Linked DNA regions of Mus musculus: region 1 is linked to region 2. A link is a contact called in public HiChIP or PLAC-seq data. All regions are on one chromosome and are shown on one strand. The core of a region is the stretch at or near the end of the contact, and the rest is flanking DNA. Distances in the headings are between cores, read along the strand shown. Region 1 holds the start of Uchl1 (ubiquitin carboxy-terminal hydrolase L1). Region 2 holds the start of 9130230L23Rik (RIKEN cDNA 9130230L23 gene).

Region 1 (2,700 bases), core at 121-2,620, 670 kb before region 2:
TCTTTTGACTTAAGCAAGCCAGGCCCTCATCAGTTTACAGTCAGGTGAGAGAGCAACAGAACCAAACCAGGGACCTGACCCACTCACGGCCCTTAAAAGGAAAAAAAAAAAAAAACAAACCGGCCATCCGCAAGTGGGAGCAAGGCTCATAAGTAAACAAACAAACAAAATAAACAAGTTGGAGATCTTTCTTTGGATAACTGAAAAAAAGACTTAGACGCAATGGGCTCCTTCTCTTCCAAATTGAGGCAATAATGGACATCACAATAGAGCCCCGATGAAAATGCAAGCACCTCCCACCCTAAGAAGTGGGATCCTTATCAGGGACCCTACAGGAAAAGGGGACAGCGTGAGGTAGGAACTCATTCCACAACACTGCGTATCCACTGAGACCCGCCCATCACAGACCTCTCCCTACCTGGGCCGTGAGGGGAAACAGGAGCAGCAGGGCGCAGGCAGGGGATGGCACTGAGCCCAGAGTCTCCTCCTCCAGCCCTAGCACGTCGGCGAAGCGCCACTGGCCGGCGACCCCCAGCTTGGCCAACACCTGCAAGAAAAAGACAGGGCAGCCAGACCGAAAAAGCCAGACAAATAATGGGCACCTGCTAGGGGGCGGGGCCAGCACGAGCATCCCTCGTGCGGCCCTCCCACTCCCCAACCCCCCACCAAACACACACACACGGGTCCCCACCCGAGTCTGGGAGGAGCCTCCGCGCCGTCCCACCCTGCGTGCCGCGCAGTGACACAGCACAAAGCTCAGCCCACACGTGGCTCGCGCGAAGCCCTCGGACTAGAGTCCGCGGGCCGTCGCCACGCCCTCGAGAGCTGCTCCCCGCGCTCGTTGCTGTCCGGGTCCATCCTCCGCCACCTCCCCGTGATCGATCTCTCAGTCACTCCCAAACCCCTAGATAACTCAGGGCAGAGACGACACCCAGCTGGGCGCCCCAGCCCAGCCACCTCCATTGCACAGGGCGCGGCCGGCTGGGCGTCTCCAACGATGCTCTTGGAGGATAGGGACAGAGACTGCGCGCCGCGCCACTCACTTTGTTCAGCATCTGAAAGCCAAAAGCAAAGAGGAAAATGATAATAAAACTAAATGATTCAGCTACCGAGCTGTAGCTAAGGGTCAGCCTTATTTCTCCCGAAGCGACCCAGCAGCTATGCTTACCTCGGGGTTAATCTCCATCGGCTTCAGCTGCATCTTCGCGGATGGCACCTGCAGACACAAACCCGAGGAGCCGAAAAAACAGCCGGTGGAGCCGCCCAGGCTGCTGTTATAAAGCGCCGGCCTCGCTCACTGGGAAAGCCTGAGCAGGGGAGACGGGAGCAGAAACAAGCAGAGGAGGAAGGCCAAGAGGGCTCGAACTCCCCCATGCACCGCACAGAATGGTACAAGCCAAGCCCCCAAACCTTGCAGTCTCACTCGCCGGTGAGCTAATCTGGTGGTTGTGGAGATGGGTTTTGTTGGTGGGTGTTCCTTGAGCGCATGAAGCAGCCTATTTGAGGGAGCTTTCAATTTGGAGCGAAATTTCTGGAAACCCTCCTCTGTCGTCTCAATCACTCCAAAGCTCGAGGGTCTCTGAAACATTGAGAGAGAGAGAAAAAAAAGCACAAAATCAACAGGTATATGTAGTGTTTAATATGAATATAAATATTTGTCGGTCTTCCTCCCTCCCCCCCCCCGCCCATCTCGGAACAGTTTGTACTTAACCTTAGACAATCTGTCCTCCATGTTAAATTCAACCTGTGTCCAGGCTCGGTTTTTAATGGACTGCCTAGAATAAAACATCTGATACGGAGTGCATTAGTGAAGCTGATGTAATGTGACTCCAGGGGAAGAACCGGTGGGTCGCTGGGAAGCAGTACATGCGAGACACATAGAATACGGGCGCCGGAGGACTTTAGAAACAGACCAAAGAAAAGATAGATGATTTGAGACTAGAGGCTTAAAGGAAAAAGCATTTAAAAAAAAAATAGGGGAAACCTTTTTTCAAAGAACAGGGGTTTGGGATAATAAGATTTTGGTCCACAATACTTTGGGCGCAGAAGAAAGGGAATAGCAACGGAGGAGAGCCCGCGGTTCTCCAGGGATGGGGGCGGGGGTGTTCTTTCTAACAGGCACATTTCAAAGGATGGAAGGCAAACGCTTGTGCTGAAGGCGGAGTAGAAGGAGGGGCCAGATCTGTATCAATTGTCAGGGATGCTAAATCACAGAATGAGGTAGCTAAGGATGCAGGCAGGTTGGGTATTTTAAAAAATATGCTCAGAACAAATGGTGAAAAACAGACATGCTTTTTGCTAGCCCGAGGTAAGCAAGGCATAGGATGGAGGGAACCAACCTTGTTTTAACAGCACTGCCTCTCCAGCTGGATCCTTTACCAGGCCATCTTATTTCACCCTGAGAGGGTCCAATATTGTATTTGTGAAATTTTATACATCAGGATCCAGGGTTCAGAGATGTTCATTTGCTTGGTGCTACAGCTGGAAAATGAGGCAGGAAGACAAAACCTGGTAAATGAGGCTGGAAGGGTCCATTTTCTGTTTTAGACTCAGCAATGTGCTACTTCAATTTTCTTCCCAGTTTCACCATCAGGGAAAAAAAAATGACCTTCACTTACCAAGTGTGAGAGGCAAGAAGGCATTAGTAAGATTCTGAGTGAATTTTATACTATGTAAATTACATCTCAATGCAGTTAATAA
Region 2 (2,700 bases), core at 35-2,534:
CCAATGTCCCACAGGTATGGCCTTTGTTTGAGAACAGGATGCAAATAAGTTTCACTTCTATGCTTTGCATGGGCTGAACTCCTCGGGGCTGCGGGGCTGCGGAAGGAGGAACAGTCTCCGGACAAACCGAGGAACAGGGAAATGAGCCTTACTTTGTGTGACACCTTGCCTGGCTTCCCACTCCCATTCTCCTCAGTTTGCTTGGAAACTTGACGATTTGACATTTAAAGGTCAACTGGGTTACCTAAAGGGAGAACAGGTTTCCTGTGAAAGCCACTCAGGAATCAGCTTATCAGGTAGCCTCTGGGGCAGGGAGTGGTCTGCAGAAAAGAACATTTAATGGGACAAAGGGAAGGAGGACCTAGCAACAGTTTTGCGGTGAAGCCTTGGGTTGGTGGACGCTGGGAAGAGGAAAAGACAGACGCGGCAGGCGGTAGGAAGAGGGGCGGAGGAACGTGACCCCGTTCAATCCTATTCATCAGAGCTCTGTTGCTCTGATTTTACACAGTTTTGTGAGGAAGTTCACCTCCTCACTCTTCTGTGTCCTCCACAGCGAAATGCCAGGGATAAAGTGAATGAGGAAGTAAAGCCCAGTGCCTGGCACCTGATCCAACCTCAACATTTCCCAGCCCCCCTCGTAGAGGCCTGTGGGGCCCAGGTGTTGTTCCCATCCCCTCCCCTACTCCCACCCCCACCCCACACTTCGCTTCGCCCCGCCCCCGCCCCCAGTATATTGGTCACTCACTTAGGGAACACCAATTGTCAAGTGCCAATCCTGTTTTAGATAGTCTGGTATGCTCACAACTCTTGTGATGTAGGCTCATACAGGTAGCTAAGAGTATGTTGGAAACCTGGCTTCCTGCTTAGCTAGGGGAGACCTGGGCTAGTCACCCGGCTTCCACTTCTTGTCTATGAATCACCATACCTAGCCTGCAAGATTGTTGCGGGGAGAAGCATTGCTTAATTATTTAGTAGCTGAGTAAGTTGCAGGTATTAAACAGGTCTGTGCGACCTTGGGCAGACCACTCCACTCTCTCTGGGTCTTGGTTTCCTCCTTTGTGTATCTTGGGACGGAAGATCTCAGAGGCGGCCGGTTCTAGCCTTCTGTTATTCTATGACAAACAAGATTGTCTGCCTCACTCTGTCCCTGCCTAGCTACACAGAGATTAGACTGTTTGCTTTTGCAACGCTCAGATAGCAAAGACCTTTGACAGCTGAGAAGGCTCCTTCATTCCCTCCCCTTGAACCCAGTTCAAAGCTGTAGGACAAGGGGCACCAGGATTAGAAAAGAAGGCAGAGCACCAGGTGGCAAGATCTGGGTGTGGCGAAAACTGCCTAGAGGGATAGAAGCCATCTAAGGTGAGGACTTACAGGGAGGACGATGGTTGCTTGAGGCCCGGAGATTCTAGTCCCAAACTGGTAGGGCTTGGGGAGATTTCACACACGCCCACGGGGGCACGCGTGCACACACACACACACATACACACACACACGCACACACCAGTTTCAGAAGACAACTTTTTTTTCCTGAATACTGGCTGGATGAGGCAAAAGCTTTTTCTTAAAAAGGAAAGAGGCACTGTAAATGGTTTTTCTAAAGTAAGAGATGGGAGGTTATAGACAACGCTTAGGACTCCTGGCTTAGAGGTAATGAAGGGATAGACTGAAGGCTGATGGGAATAATTCTCCATGCTGTCCTGAGGTCCGTAACTCAGTAATGGCATGCAGGCTGAACACTCTGAGTGTAGTACACTAGACCTTGGCTGAAAGTGGGAAGATTCTCTCTCACCTGTCCCTGGGGAAGATTGGAAGCACTGGCGGCGATTCATCTACAGAATTCCTTGTTCTTTTCCTTCCCTCCCCTCCCCTCCCCTCCCCTCCCCTCCCTTCCCTTCCCTTTCCTTTCCTTTCCTTTCCTTTTCCTTTTTTTTTTTTTTTTTTTTTTTTTTTTTTTTTTTTTTTTTGAGGCAGGGTCTTAGTGTGCTGCTCAGGCTGTCCTGGAACTCACTATGTACACCAGGCTGACCCTGAATCCAATCAGAGCCACCTGCCTCTGCCTCACAAGTGCTGTATTAAAGACAAGCACCATCATACGTGGCTCCAGACCATCCTAGGTCAATGAGACTATACATAAGATTTGTTTGTGTTTGTTTGTTTGTTTGTTTGTTTGAATGGAAAATTTGGAACTGTGTGTAAGGGCTCGTTTTCCATGATGTGTGGTGGTTTTGTTTGTTTGTTTGGTCTTTTTGTTTTGTTTTATTTTTTGTTTTTCCTTTACTTATTTGAGCACACCCTTGTTTTCCCACTGTAATTTTTTTTTATTGTCAGTCAAGGCCAAGGTGCTGCTCTGCAGTTGAGAGAACTCGCTCATTAAGAAGGGTCTGAGCCAGCCGGGCGTGGTGGCGCACGCCTTTAATCCCAGCACTCGGGAGGCAGAGGCAGGCGGATTTCTGAGTTCGAGGCCAGCCTGGTCTACAAAGTGAGCTCCAGGACAGCCAGGGCTATACAGAGAAACCCTGTCTCGAAAAACCAAAAAACCCAAAAAAAAAAAAAAAAAGGGTCTGAGGCCCCAAGCTTTTAAATTCATGAGCTTTGGGTTCTCTTCCTAGCCAGAGTGTCTCTGCTAAATGACCAACCTCCTGGCATTTCCCCATATAGCTTGCCCATTATCAAGATTGCATTTCTTCATTTACCCAAGCT

The links. HiChIP or PLAC-seq counts read pairs in DNA pulled down with a chosen protein or histone mark.
Region 1: an H3K4me3 HiChIP or PLAC-seq map of embryonic stem cells shows a contact between it and region 2, with 7 read pairs. The contact joins the promoter of Uchl1 here to the promoter of 9130230L23Rik in region 2. A contact is called at or near these places in 6 of 39 promoter capture datasets (the C10 cell line, the SN4741 cell line, embryonic stem cells and 2 more) and 2 of 115 datasets of contacts at active chromatin or transcription factors (embryonic stem cells and pancreatic cancer cells).

What each region holds. Positions count from the first base shown.
Region 1 is chr5:66,674,791-66,677,490 of GRCm38.p6, reverse strand. It overlaps Uchl1 (ubiquitin carboxy-terminal hydrolase L1), which reads right to left and starts at 1,370. Exons shown (of 9, transcript NM_011670.2): 1 at 1,169-1,370; 2 at 1,044-1,055; 3 at 419-547. The coding sequence starts at 1,201. Uchl1os (ubiquitin carboxy-terminal hydrolase L1, opposite strand) reads left to right here and starts at 994. Exons shown (of 5, transcript NR_102714.1): 1 at 994-1,429.
Region 2 is chr5:66,002,869-66,005,568 of GRCm38.p6, reverse strand. It overlaps 9130230L23Rik (RIKEN cDNA 9130230L23 gene), which reads left to right and starts at 1,284. Exons shown (of 7, transcript NR_027961.1): 1 at 1,284-1,359.